Regions from separate parts of the Mus musculus genome. Here regions 2, 3 and 4 are each linked to region 1. Evidence: chromatin contacts called from public promoter capture Hi-C data. All regions are on one chromosome and are shown on one strand. The core of a region is the stretch at or near the end of the contact, and the rest is flanking DNA. Distances in the headings are between cores, read along the strand shown. Region 1 holds the start of Ltbr (lymphotoxin B receptor). Region 2 holds the start of Lag3 (lymphocyte-activation gene 3). Region 3 holds the start of Cops7a (COP9 signalosome subunit 7A). Region 4 overlaps Vwf (Von Willebrand factor).

Evidence for each region. Promoter capture Hi-C pulls out the DNA fragments that hold promoters and counts their contacts.
Region 2: a promoter capture Hi-C map of liver shows a contact between it and region 1. The contact joins the promoter of Lag3 here to the promoter of Ltbr in region 1. A contact is called at or near these places in 5 of 39 promoter capture datasets (3T3-L1-derived adipocytes, embryonic stem cells, liver and 1 more) and 2 of 115 datasets of contacts at active chromatin or transcription factors (microglia and pancreatic cancer cells).
Region 3: a promoter capture Hi-C map of macrophages shows a contact between it and region 1, with 5 read pairs. The contact joins the promoter of Cops7a here to the promoter of Ltbr in region 1. A contact is called at or near these places in 1 of 39 promoter capture datasets (macrophages) and 1 of 9 other capture datasets (pancreatic islet).
Region 4: a contact with region 1 is called in a promoter capture Hi-C map of hematopoietic stem and progenitor cells. The contact joins the enhancer-like site here to the promoter of Ltbr in region 1. A contact is called at or near these places in 19 of 39 promoter capture datasets (the 3T3-L1 cell line, 3T3-L1-derived adipocytes, the HPC-7 cell line and 11 more), 3 of 15 datasets of contacts at CTCF or cohesin (the NIH/3T3 cell line, embryonic stem cells and pro-B cells), 6 of 484 Hi-C or Micro-C datasets (CD4 T cells, CD8 T cells, bone marrow-derived macrophages and 2 more), 20 of 115 datasets of contacts at active chromatin or transcription factors (astrocytes, bone marrow-derived macrophages, cardiomyocytes and 9 more) and 2 of 9 other capture datasets (adipose tissue and liver).

The regions. Positions count from the first base shown.
Region 1 is chr6:125,312,375-125,315,550 of GRCm38.p6, forward strand. It overlaps Ltbr (lymphotoxin B receptor), which reads right to left and starts at 1,511. Exons shown (of 10, transcript NM_010736.4): 1 at 1,216-1,511; 2 at 1,016-1,112; 3 at 620-745; 4 at 378-536. The coding sequence starts at 1,311. It also overlaps a transcript of Scnn1a not described here.
Region 2 is chr6:124,910,176-124,913,351 of GRCm38.p6, forward strand. It overlaps Lag3 (lymphocyte-activation gene 3), which reads right to left and starts at 1,530. Exons shown (of 8, transcript NM_008479.2): 1 at 1,119-1,530; 2 at 589-736; 3 at 1-221. The coding sequence starts at 1,176.
Region 3 is chr6:124,964,050-124,967,225 of GRCm38.p6, forward strand. It overlaps Cops7a (COP9 signalosome subunit 7A), which reads right to left and starts at 1,463. Exons shown (of 8, transcript NM_001355542.2): 1 at 1,353-1,463; 2 at 675-879. The coding sequence starts at 836. Gm23851 (a small nuclear RNA gene) reads left to right here and starts at 234; the gene lies at 234-338.
Region 4 is chr6:125,601,365-125,604,540 of GRCm38.p6, forward strand. Vwf (Von Willebrand factor) reads left to right here. Exons shown (of 52, transcript NM_011708.4): 14 at 1,960-2,155; 15 at 2,766-2,981. Among named protein-coding and RNA genes, the nearest start is that of Vwf, 50 kb to the left of the region's middle. Within about 2 kb of position 1,552, at least 161 of the 459 cell types and tissues checked have an H3K27ac peak or open chromatin away from gene starts, as enhancers often do. A contact at or near this core is called in CD8 T cells, adipose tissue, bone marrow-derived macrophages and 4 more, where this site is marked.

The DNA of each region.
Region 1 (3,176 bases), core at 261-2,760:
AGAAAGGCAGGCCAGTGGGGGTGAGTGGGTAAGTGTGAGGACTCGGTGGCCTTCCTTTACGTCCCCTCTTTGCCAACCATTCTGCTCTGTAGTTGCTACCTTTCCCAAGCTTGGCTTTGCAGCCTGCCGTTTTGCCCAAGCTTCCCCAGGGCTGACAGGAGGGAGCTACCTTCTAAGCTCCTCATACCAGTTCATGTCTTGGCAGACCCCCTCCTGTGAGCCTTTTTCAAGGACTGATAGATTCTTTATGGTTCTCCCAGTGGGCAGAGGTACCACACTCACAGTACCAGTGGGGAGAAGCACCATGCGCACAGTATCACGTTCCTTGCCCTTGATGCCCAGCCTCCCTTTACTGGCTGCCCTCAGTGACCTCTGACCTGTGACCTCGGCTTCTGTGCCAGGCTGGCAGAGTACAAGCCGCTCCTCCTCACAGTGCACACACTCATTGTCCAGATACACACAGGACATCCCCGGCTGACAGCGGCACTCGGCTTTCCGATCGCTGGTGCAAGGGGCAACCTCCTCAAAGCCCAGCACTGTCAGGGAGAGGGAAGAGTCAGAGAGGAGCTGGCCCTCCCAGTCGTACCCATCATGCAGATCCAGATGAGTCCCCACTTACCAATGTCACAGGGGCGGCACAGCTGGCAGGTGGAGAGATGGTTCCAGTGTTCATTATAGGAATTATGGGGGCAAGTCTTGCAAACCGTGTCTTGGCTGCGGCTGCATACCGCAAAGACAAACTCGCCTATGAGGCGAATGGGGAAAGAGGGTTATCAGGAGACAAGAAGTCCATCTCTGCGTCCGCTGCCTCTGCTTGCTGCATGCCTCGGAGCCTCTCCTTGGTCTCTTTGTCCCCATCCTGTCTTCATGGCTACATGCCGCTACCTCTTCAAATCTCAGTGTCCGTGGGACAATGCTAATGCTTCGTAGACTCTCCTTCCTGGCTAGTTTTAGCAGTGCTGGCTCATTCTGGCTCACCTCTACCACCCAAGCCACTTGGAGCCACTGTTCTCACCTGGGGGACAGCGGGAGCAGCAGACGTCGTGCATGGGCTCGTAGTATTCCTTGTCCTGGTCCCAGCAAGTCTGGTTTTCTATGCGATAAGGGGGCACCTTCCAGAGGAGGCGGAGAAAGAGAAGAATGAGGCAGGGTCAGCTCTGGAGGGCAGAAGGGCTAGAGAGAAACCTGGTCCATCCCACCTAGCCCCTCCCTCACCAGCTGGGGCTGAGAGGCCACCAGAAGCCCGCTGAGTCCCAGCAGGAGTGGCCCCCAGGCCAGGCCGCAGGGAGAGGAGGCCCGGGGCAGGCGCATGGCGGCCTTTCGGCTCGGCTGACCAGACCGGGTGGAGTCCTAGGAGGAAGGTGGGAAGCCCGGACGTCCTGAGCAGCGTTGGCCACGACTTCCCAAGCCTGGCGGCTGGGCCGACGTGCCCCCGGGGGCCGGGAGCGGCCGGGCCTGGCCTCCAGGGCTCCAGCGCCGGGCTCAGGAAGTGGGAGTGGAGCGAGCCGGCCGGGGGCGGGGGCAGGGAGCCCTGGGAGCAGAGGCCGGCCTGTCGCAATCGCGACGGGGGGGGGGAAGAGGAACAGGCTTGGCCGCCTCGACGCAGGGCGGGAGGGGGTGGCCGGGAAAGCACGTGAGAGCTGCAGGCCCGGAACCCGGCCTCCACCTTTCTTCGGAAGCCTGGCTCTCAGAGGGGATTGCGGATTAGGATCGCTTGCTGGCCGAAAGGGGGGCAGCAGAGACAGTGGCTAGCCATCAGTCAGGCCCACCTCCGAGAGCCCGAGGCAGAGCTGACTTGGTTGACCTGCCGTGGACGTTGAGGCAGAGAGCTGTGGACAGCTGGGTGTCAGATTTGCAAAGAGGAGGCGCCAGGGATTGACAGTGCACCCAGCCAGGATACCCAGAGGTGGTTAGCAGATGCAGCCAGCGTCTGGCCAGGCATCCCACTTGGCAGAGACTGAGGGCCTGCTCCACTCTGTGACTTTTTAAAAAGAAGCTTCCACAGTAACAAGCCCACCCACGCCACACACCAGGGCGCACACCACAAGACACTGGAGAGAGTTCAGCTGGCCCTGAATCTGTCCTCTCCTCTGGGACCTCTCTCACGGAAGGGTGGGCGTGTGTAAACCCAGGTCCTGGTGAGTGGGGGCTTCTGGGCTGGGGCTGGGTAGCCTAGTTCCAGCGTGTGTGCACATAAGCCTATAACTCTCTTAAACCGAGGGACCTGAGAGCCCAGCCAGTGTAGGTACCTTACTTTCTAGAGAAGACCTGCCCAGGGTGCCAGGCAGCGGTGCACAGGGTTCCAAGATCGTTAAGCCTGGTGGGCCTTTTCTTCCTGCCATTAATAGCCCAGAGCTGCTGGAAGTATGTGACACCCCTTTTTCCCACGTCTACTGATTCCCAACCCCCCCCCCCAGCCCCCTTCACACACACACCCCTCTAAATTTCTATTAAGAAAACAGCCATGGAGCCCCCAAGGAACCCTAATGTCTGCCCTGTGCTCCTTACTAGGCTATTGGCTGGCCCGTGGCCTGGTTTGGCTATTTAGTCTAGGCTCACGGAGTCTAGCATGATCTGGCTTATGCCACTGGCCAGGTACATATTCGTTGTGTAAATGAAGGCTGTCCACACCGCTTAGCCACTCTGGAAGAACTTAACTGCAGTCCAGATCTGATTTTCAGATCCCAGCCCATGGCAACATCTGTCCTGCCTCCCTTGTGACTCGGGGGTGGGGGGTGGGGTTGGACTCTCATTTGGAATGAGGGAAAGCCTTCTCTTGCAATAGCTCACCTGAGAACTGACCTTTTCCATGGTGGATCAGATATCCAGACAGGCTTTCGGTGGAGCCTCGAAATGCTGGCAAGGGATTGAGTTTTAGAGAAGACCTGGGGAGAGGGGGGAACAGAGCGGGGCGGGGTGGGGGGGAACTTGCCTGGGCTTTTTTTTTTTAAGTGTATACTTTTTTTAAAAAAAAGATTTATTTATTATTATATGTAAGTACACTGTAGCTATCATCAGACACTCCAGAAGAGGGAGTCAGATCTCCTTAGTGGTGGTTATGAGCCACCACGTGGTTGCTGGGAATTGAACTCAGGACCTTCAGAAGAGCAGTTGATGCTCTTAACTGCTGCCTGGGCTCTTGATAGTCACTCTGTGCTGTCCCCTCCCTGGGTGCT
Region 2 (3,176 bases), core at 280-2,779, 400 kb before region 1:
ACTCGCCCGCATCGGTGCGCAGAGCTGGGCGCAACCACAGAGAGAAGTCCCCGCGCTGGAGGCCGCGCTCCTCCAGCTGCACGTGGGGATGCAGGGGCTGCCTCCCGCTGCGCAGGCCTCCTGGAGCCACGCTCAGCACCGTGTAGCGACCGGGTGCGGGTTGTCTAGGCGAGGGCATCCCCTGGTGAAGGTCAAGGGCCGGGATGGGAGTGGGTTGGCCACTGGTTGGGGAGAGAGAATAGGATTGAGAAATTTGATAAGGCCACGAAGAAGATGCACTCAAGCATGCTTTGAGGATAAAGTTAACCTGCCTAAGAGACCTCTTGACCGTCAGCAGCCTCCCCTCTCCCCCATAACTACCCCTGTCCCCACTTCCGTTGGTCTTCAGCACTATCTGCTACTGGAGAGGTGGGGCACTACAGGATGCCGGTGTGTGGGGAGCAATCCACAGGAAGGCTGTGTGGTTTTAGAGGACACTGAGCTACTGGCTTTAGAGGGGCTCACAAAGAGGACAAAACTGGCTTGGACAGGGTTTTATCCATTAGGACAGGATTGGGAGGTTCTGTTGTTCAACTTTGGAGTTCATACCTGTCTGGTTGATGTTGCCAGATAACCCCTCCTCTTCGTAGAAAGTTAGGATCCAGGTTGGGGGATTTGAGGCTGCAGGGAAGATGGACGGGAGCTCCCTCCTGGGCCCACACCACGGGGAGCTCTTTCCCAGGCCCTGAAGACACAACTAGTGGAACAAAAGAGAGGCCAAGGGCATTGAGCCAAGAGATTGGAGAATAGAGAAATGCCCTGGCTTTCCTAAGAAAGAAACATCATGCCTCCCTGTTGAAGGGAGGCTGAGGCAGCTTTGGGATCTGCCCTTATACAAAGTGATGGTGCACGCCTCTAATCCCAGCACTGGGGAGGCAGAGGCAAGTGGATCACTATAAATTCAAGGCCAGCCTGGTCATCAGAGCCAGTCCCAGGACAGCCAGGGCAACACAAAGAAACCCTGTCTCAAAACACACACACACACACACACACACACCCCTCCCCTCAACAAAAGCATTGGAATATCACCACAGCTAAAGAGACAGCCATAGAGGTCCCTGCTGGACTCTCCACCTTACCTGGAGCTTCCCAAAGCAGTCCCAGAAGCAAAAAGCCAAGGAGCAGGTCCTCCCTCATCTCCTCTATGGCCCGGGCCTCCCCAGCCCTCCAAGGGAGGTTAGAAAAAGGTCCTGGGAGGAGAGAGAGACAGACAGACAGACAGACACACACACACACACAGAGAGAGAGAGAGAGAGAGAGAGAGAGAGAGAGAGAGAGAGAGAGAAGTTCTACAAGGAGGAGGTGAGGCGGAGGGAAAGAATGTAGGGTGAAGAGGACGCCCCAGGAGTGGGGACTGGAGACAGCAGGATGGATAATGATCAGAGGCCCGGGCTGGGACCCAGAGCAGAGTGCAGGCAAACCCACTGCAGCTAGCTAGAACTTGAGCTGCTCCTCCAGACCCAGTCCTTCTGCTTCTCCTCCCCACTGCCCGCCCCCCCAGACCAAGGCGCGGGGTTTCGCTTCGCAGTGGAAAGTGTGAGGGGGCTGATTCCCAGCAGCCGAGCCCTCCTCTCGGTGGTGGCACTCCCCTTGTTTACTTCCTCAGACTCGGGTCTCCCTACCGCCCCCTCTTCACCTCTTCCCCCTCTGTCTCCTCTCTCTCTCTCTCTCTCTCTCTCTCTCTCTCTCTCTCTCTCTCTCTCTGCCAAGCATTTCTGCCTAGAACTACAGCTGTATCTTTAAGCTTCCTCTACTGTCCCCACAGTTTCTTCTTGACTTGCTCTTTCCCATTAACACTGAAAAAAAAAAAAAAAAAAGCCACTGTCCTACAGTCTGCCTGCCTAGCCTTTCAGCATCTCTTGGACAGGTACTCAAGAAGTGTCACCATACCACAAGTTACCAGATCTGGGTAAGGGCTCAGTGGAAAAGTATAGTAGCCACACGGTGTTAACCTTCATTCTATGCTACATATAACTGTATTATACATTTTCCGTAAAGCAACTTGTGAAACTTGATGCGCGCCCCTTTTTGTACAGATTTCGGGACTTGAGGCTCACAGGCATTAAATAACTTGCCAACATTAGGAAGCATGAAGGCAAAAGCTGTCTAGTCCTTAACCCTACTTGCATTATGGGATGGCCTTTCATCTTCTAGGAAGATGACACTGAGAAACTTGGTTTTATGTGTGTGTGTGGGGGGGGGGGGGAGTTCGAGACAGGGTTTCTCTGTGTATTCCGGCTGTCTTGAAACTCACTTTGTAGACCAGGCTGGCCTTGAACTCAGAAATGCGCCTGCCTCTGCCTCCTGAGTGCTGGGATTAAAGGCATGCACCACCTACCACATTCGGCTGGGAAACTTGTTTTAGATGTCTACTTTTATTTATGTGTCTGTATACATAAATTCCCCACCCTGTGTGAATGCTCAGAGGCCTGAAGAGGGTGTCAGATTCCTTGGAACTGGAGTTACAGGTGTTTTGGGAGCCGCCCCATCTGGATGCTCGACATCAAACCTAGGTCTTCTTGAAAGGCAACAAGCACTCATAACTGCAGAACGGCCTTTCCAGCCCTGACAATAGGATGTTTTCCTGTCTTCAAAACCTCCCTCCTCCCCAAGATTCTGTACTTTAAGAAAAAAATGAAGGCAAGGGTCTATGGAGATGGAATAATGCAGGAATCTTATAGCAAGGAAAACTCAAGAGAGACCAAGGTGTCAGCAACAGTGGCATGTGTAAGTCAAGATTTTGGAAGGTGGGGTGAATTGAAGCTGGCTTGCTTGGGCCCATGAGTTCAGGGTCATCCCTGGCTACAAAGTAGATGCTATGCCAACAAAATGAAACTTAAAATAAAAAGGGAAAAAGACCTTTAATCCCAGTACTTACTAGGCAGAGGCAGGTGGCTTTATGTGAATTTCAGACCAGCCAGGGCTGCGTAGTAAGACTATAAAACAAGAGGAACTGAGGCAGGCTAGAGGAACCCAACAACCTTTGCTCCCCAGCTCAGCTGAGCTGAGAAAATGAAGACGATGACAAGGAGACAGGCCTGATAACTAACTCTGGAGTCTTTTGCCGCCCATGTATGAGAACTCTGCTTCCCACGAGTCAAAAATGTGTCCATGCTTGGGAGTTCTCTTTCCAAACT
Region 3 (3,176 bases), core at 213-2,712, 350 kb before region 1:
AAGTCTTTAATCCCAACACTCGAGAGGAAGAGGCAGAGGATCTCTGAGTTGAAGGCCAGCCTGGTCGACAGAGAGAGTTCCAGAACACAGTTATAGTACATAGAGAAACCCTGTCCTGAAAAAAAAAAAAAAAAAAAAACCAACACAAAAAGATATCATACTGGTGGACAAGCTGGAGTTTATCAGTGGTATTCTTAATGACTTGTTCTTTTGCTTCAAAATTAAAGATTTCTGCTTGCTTCAGCAACACATATACTAAAACTGGAACGATCCCGAGAAGATTAGCATGGCCCCTGAGCAAAGACGACACTCCAATTTGTAAAGCGTTCCATATTTTTAAATAACAAAAAAAATTATGCATGAGACATAGGCAGGGATTTCCCACACATTCAAGGCCACCTTAGACCATAGTTACTAGTTTAGGGCAGCCAGGACTACACAGTGAAATCCTGACTCAAAGTGTGGGTACAGAGGGAGGGAGCACTAAGTTTACAGACCCTTTATCTGTAAGATAATGAAGACCTTTATTTGATTGATTTATTTTTCCATGTTGAGAGCTAATTATCGGTACCCCGATCACCTGAGTGGTTACTGGGTACAAAAAACGAGCCCAGCACTCAAGAGTTAACTTTGGTCCCAACGTTCTTTGGGGACTACCCAGGCAAGCAACACACCTCTCTAACATTAGGCATATCCAGCAGTTCCCCAAACACGTAGACACCAGGGGCCTCCAGCACCTGGTGGATGAGTGTGGCCAGTGCCGCCCCCTTAGCCGACTTGGCAAGGAGCAGAAACTGCTCTTGGTTCTGCCCTGTCACCTTCACCTCCGCACTCATGGCTGCGCCGAGGTGCGGGGCTCTGGCCTCAAGATTTCTGGAGCTGCAAGGAAAGAGGAACGTGAAACTAAAGGTCCCTGGACCCTGCGAGGGTGGTCAGCTCGAAGGGACGGGAGCTGCACGCTCAAGAGGGACCCCGCCACATCCGCAGTGAGTAAGTGGGGTCCTGAGGTCTAAAAGGCAACTCGAGGGCTCCTCCAAGCCAGCCCCATCCTGGCTGCCACGCCCACCCGCTCCGTCATCCCGGGCCCAGTCCCAAGCCCCACCACGTGCACCCCATTGAGTTCCAAGACTGATGAACCAGGGAAGGGAGAGATAGCACATGGTGTCTACCGGACGACGACGAACCCCCACTTCGGGACGCGAGTCGTGCACGTGGCCGCCCCCACGTGACCTCACCTCCTCGCGCCTGACTCGCGGCTCCACCCCCTCCCTTAAAGAGGCAGCCCCGGGACCGGCCGGGGTCTGCGCCCAAGGCCAGGTCGTACCCCCGGACCGACTGCAACCGACGGCTACCTGGAAGCCTCGTCTCCCAGCGCACGGGGCGGGGCGGCCGCTCCGTCACCTCCGGCAGCGGCTCCCAAGCCTTTCCTGCCACCTCCCCGCAGGGCCGCTCTAGCCGCTCGCTTCTATGGCCAGCTTCCGGCCGTACTTCCGCTCTCGGGAGGCGGGTTCCGGGCGGCTCCGGCCTGCTTCCGTTTCCGGACCGCGGGAGGCGCGAGAGCGGCGCCCATCTTCCGCTCTGTCCGTGCATCTTTATGGGTGCGAGAGCGGTGAATGCAGGGTGCGGAGAGGACCTCGGCTCTGCGGAGGTCCGGGGGAGCGACCCTCCCGGGAGCTGCAGGACAAGGCAGGATGGCGGCCCCGAGTTCCTGCGGCGACGTGAGCGTTAGCGGAAGGCGAGAATTCGCAGAAAGAAAAAATAAGGGAGAAAGGAGAGAAACGAGGCTATAAATAGTCCAACAACTTATCCACTCTTTTTAAAGAGCAGAAGAAAAGTTTAAAGGGTAAGGGGGCAGGAAGTGGTAACACATGCCCCCACCCCACCCCCCGGCGTATTGGAGGTAGAGGTAGGGGAGAATCAGGAGTTCAAAACCAGCCTCAGCTCCATCGCAGATTCCAAGCCAGTTTGAGCAACATGAGAACCGGTCTCAATAAGAAAGAAAACAAACCCCCGAGTGATTAAGGGGGAAAAGGAAGTGTATTGGTTAGGCTTTTGAGGTTTTCTTCCCATAGAAGTTTCAGATCGCATGACCAGACTTTTGGCCATGGTTACTACAAATAAATATTGAGTCATTTTTTTAGTCTTTGGATCCCAAATTAGCAAGGAGAAAAGTGTGAGTGGAACCAAGGCAGATGAGGAAATTTAAAAGTTAAAGGATTCAGCCGGGCACTTGTAATCCCAGCATCCAGGAGGCTGAGGCAGGAGGATTGCTATATGTTGGGAGGTTATCCCGGGCTACAGTGTGAGAGACCCTATCTCCCAAATATCATGGTGGTACACACCTTTAATTAGGTGGATTTCTGAGTTGGATCATCCGCCACTAAATAGACCAGGTTTCAAAATGAAACAAAACAAAAATCCTTACAGAAACCATATAAGGAGGAAATTAAGGTAAAGCCAGGTTTACTGTTAGATGATTTGTAATCCTATCACTCAGTAGGCTGAGGCAGGAGAATTGGACCTTCAAGGGCTGAGTTCTGGAACTAACCTGTAGGACAAAGAAATATGGATAGGGTCCAAGTGCATACCTGTCTGATTCCGTCGCTTCCTTCGAGGGATGGTGGTGCATGCTTGTGGTCTAGCACTTGGGAGGCTAAGTCAGGAGTATCTTAGGCCCAAAGGCCATGTGAGCTGCATAGTTCCAGGCTGAGAGTGGGAGAGAGAGAAGAGTTAGAAAACAAGGCAATGAATGGGCTGGAGAGATGGCTCAGCAGTTTAGAACACTGGCTGCTCTTTCAGAGGTCCTGAGTTCAAATCCCAGCACCTACATGGTGGCTCAAAAATCATCTCTAATGAGAACTGGTGCCCCCTTCTGGTCTGCAGGCATGCATGCAGGCGGAACACTACACATAATAAATCATTTGCTTTCTGTCACCATGTGGAAACACCAGCCAAAGCCAAGGCTTTCACATCCTGATCACCGTCCATCCTGGTGGGAAGTCTGGGCAGAGCACGAGGGATGCGATGACTGACTTGCTCTCTAGGGCTCACACTAAACACCTTACACCTCCAGGACTACTTGCCTGGTAGTGTCACCCACAATGCACTGAGCCTCCCACACCAATCATTAATCAAGAAAATAACTACAGGGCTGCGGAGGTGACTCAGCATTTAAG
Region 4 (3,176 bases), core at 302-2,801, 290 kb after region 1:
GCAGCCCTCATCCTCAACACAATGAGGGTTAGTTCACTGGCTGGTACCCTCCTGTTGTTAGACCATGGTCCTCACTGTCGGGTGTCAGGATGTTGTTAGATTCTTAAAAATGGCTGAGGCGAGTCCCTGAGATCTTTAGTGAGATTATAGCTACTGATACTTGCCAGGCTAATGGCTAAATCAAAGCTGAGCATAGAGACATATCCCAGAGATGAGGAGGAAGGTGACAGGGGCTGGAGGCCAGCCTGGGCTACATGGTGAGTTTCAGCCGACCTGAGCTCAATAGTATGATCCTGACACAAACAGAAAAGCAAAACCCCAGACAGAAAAAATGTTAACGCGGAGGCATTAAAGCACTTAACTCATTTATAACATAATACTAAACCTTGTTTCCTAACAGACATTTGTAAGTACTTTTCCCTTGAAAAATAAGTTAGACGGGGATCAGGAGACAACAGTAAGTAAGCAGCAAGAAAAATACCATGGCCGCACATGGCTGCAGATCTCCTTAACGATTCATTTAATAGAAGACAGCTGGATTCTCATATCTCTTTCTGCAATCAATCTGCTACAGCATTTCAGATCACAGGGCCTCTGGAAAATTCCACTGTGTGCTTGTAAGGCAATGAGAAGGGACAGACAAGAACGAGATCATGGAATTATGGAAATATTCAGTCTGGAAGGACCTTGAAAGACCCTCATGGCTTTGAGAAACAGCATCCGAGGTCACAGCAGTGTGCTTTAGTTTTAAGCTGGAAAGTCAGGGAAAAGACCTTGATTGCCTTGTGTGTGTGTGTGTGTGTGTGTGTGTGTGTGTGTGTGTGTGTGTGTGACTTGGCATTTGTAAAACAAACAAGGAAGGCCATTTGCCCACCTTTCTTAGTTGCATGTATGTCTGTGGGTCTGGAACCTTCCACATGCACCTTGTTAAGTCACAGCTGGGAGCTAGAAGGGGCTTCCAAGATGACTACGGGGACTCAGGCCTGACCTGTGAGACTTTGGATCATCAGGATGGGGGGTGTGCGGGGACCACCTGGTTTCACTGATTACCCACAGAGCTATCATTGGACTCTTGGGGTCTGGTCCCTACCAGTTCTTCAAATCTGCACCATGGAATTCAGTGGCGCCCCAGCTGTCCTGGGAAAAAGCTGCCTCCACACCACTGCTTGGCCCTGAGTGTGCACTTTGGGGTCAAACTCATCATGGCTCACTGCTGAGGTCTGATCAGCGAGTGAGAGACGGGGCTAGAATCTGAGCCCTGCTTCCTTGAGAGAAGGGGATAGAATCTGAGCCCTGCTTCCTTCCTGGTGTCCTCAGCAGGAGATTAGAAGACAGGTGTTGCTCCTGGACACCAGACACAAGCTCCTGGGGGCTTGGACTACACCGTCCTCAGTCTGCCTTGTCTGTTTGTAACTAATATCTGTCCAACGAACAGTTTGCATGTTCTCTCACTGTTGCTTAGCCCATGTCTGTTGATAGTCACTTTAGTCACAGACATAGGGAGCACGAAGGTCTGGGGGATTCAAGTTGCTTGCTCTTTCCAGCCGTGTCACCCTCGATGGGATCTTAGGCAATCTCTCCCTCCCTCCCCCTCTTCTTCCTCCCTCTCTCCCTCCCCCTTTCTCCCTCTTTCTCTCTTTCCCTATCTCCCTCCTCCTTCTCTTCTCTTTCCCTGTGTCCCTCCTCCTCCCCTCCCCCTCCCCCCCTCCTTCTTCTTCTCTCTCTCCCCCTAATTCCTAGAATCCTTCTGGCTGACTTTTCTTTGAGGAGCGACAGCCAGCTGCACGACACCTAGCTGCATAGCTTGCAGTGGTCCTCCAGTTCGCAGCCCGGGACTTAGTCGTCCTGACATTAATTTTTCACCTGGGGAAATTTTTTGGTGCAAATGATCTCATTAACTAAGTGGAACCATTGTGGCACTGGGGGACAGCTGCTCCAAGGCCCGGCTTCTTCCGGCAGCTGTCCCCAGTCTATTCTGGGAAGACCTGTGGCTTGTGTGGGAATTACAACGGCAACAAGGGAGACGACTTCCTCACGCCGGCCGGCTTGGTGGAGCCCCTGGTGGTAGACTTCGGAAACGCCTGGAAGCTTCAAGGGGACTGTTCGGACCTGCGCAGGCAACACAGCGACCCCTGCAGCCTGAATCCACGCTTGAGTATGTGAGCCGCAGACCCCGGGGTCTCCCGTGGTCCAGGCAGGCATTCCACGGGACACAGAGAGAGGGAAGGCAAAGGCGGAGCCATTGGCCCAGCCTTTATTTTGACCACTGGCCGTTGAGATCCACATTTGGCTCATTTCCTTTTCAAAGTTTGTTTATTGAACACCCTCCATCCATGGGTGAAATCCCAAGAAAGAATAGAATATTGGGTCGTTTCTGGCCCGGAAAAGACCCAGTCTAGAGCAGCGGTGGGTGTGGGAGCTTAAAGTTGACTTGTATGATAGATGCGCTGCAGTGACCCTGTGTGGACACGGTGCTGCGACATCTCTGCTCTTGCTAGCTTCTGCTACTCTAACCACCGTCTCCGGTCAGTGGGTCTTTGGGGAACGCACATTTACCCGTTACTGAGCCAAACGCAGAACTGTACATTGGCACCAGAAGCCAGAGCCAGATAGATTAATTTTGGTAGCAACAGAAAAGGGAACTGGCTTTGTTTGTGGGGAAGAGGGTGGGGTGAGGTATGGATGTTAGAGTCCCTGAGGCTGGCCCCAGAGGAACGGGCAGGGCCACGTCTTGTTCTGCACAGGCTCTCCTTTCTCTTCAACAGCCAGGTTTGCAGAGGAGGCTTGTGCGCTCCTGACGTCCTCCAAGTTCGAGGCCTGCCACCACGCAGTCAGCCCTCTGCCCTATCTGCAGAACTGCCGTTATGATGTTTGCTCCTGCTCCGACAGCCGGGATTGCCTGTGTAACGCAGTAGCTAACTATGCTGCCGAGTGTGCCCGAAAAGGCGTGCACATCGGGTGGCGGGAGCCTGGCTTCTGTGGTGAGAACTCCATAACCAGTTAACCTCCTTTAGGCAATCAATTCAAACTCTTCTGACAACTTGTGGGTCTGGGTCCACCTGTCCTTTTCAAAGGTACTTTCTTTGAATAATTTCATTTGGAAACAGGCCCCAGTGACAAACTTGGGGCTACAGTTCTTTTGCAGCCATTTCTCCTGCCTTCTGCTCTTGGCTGGT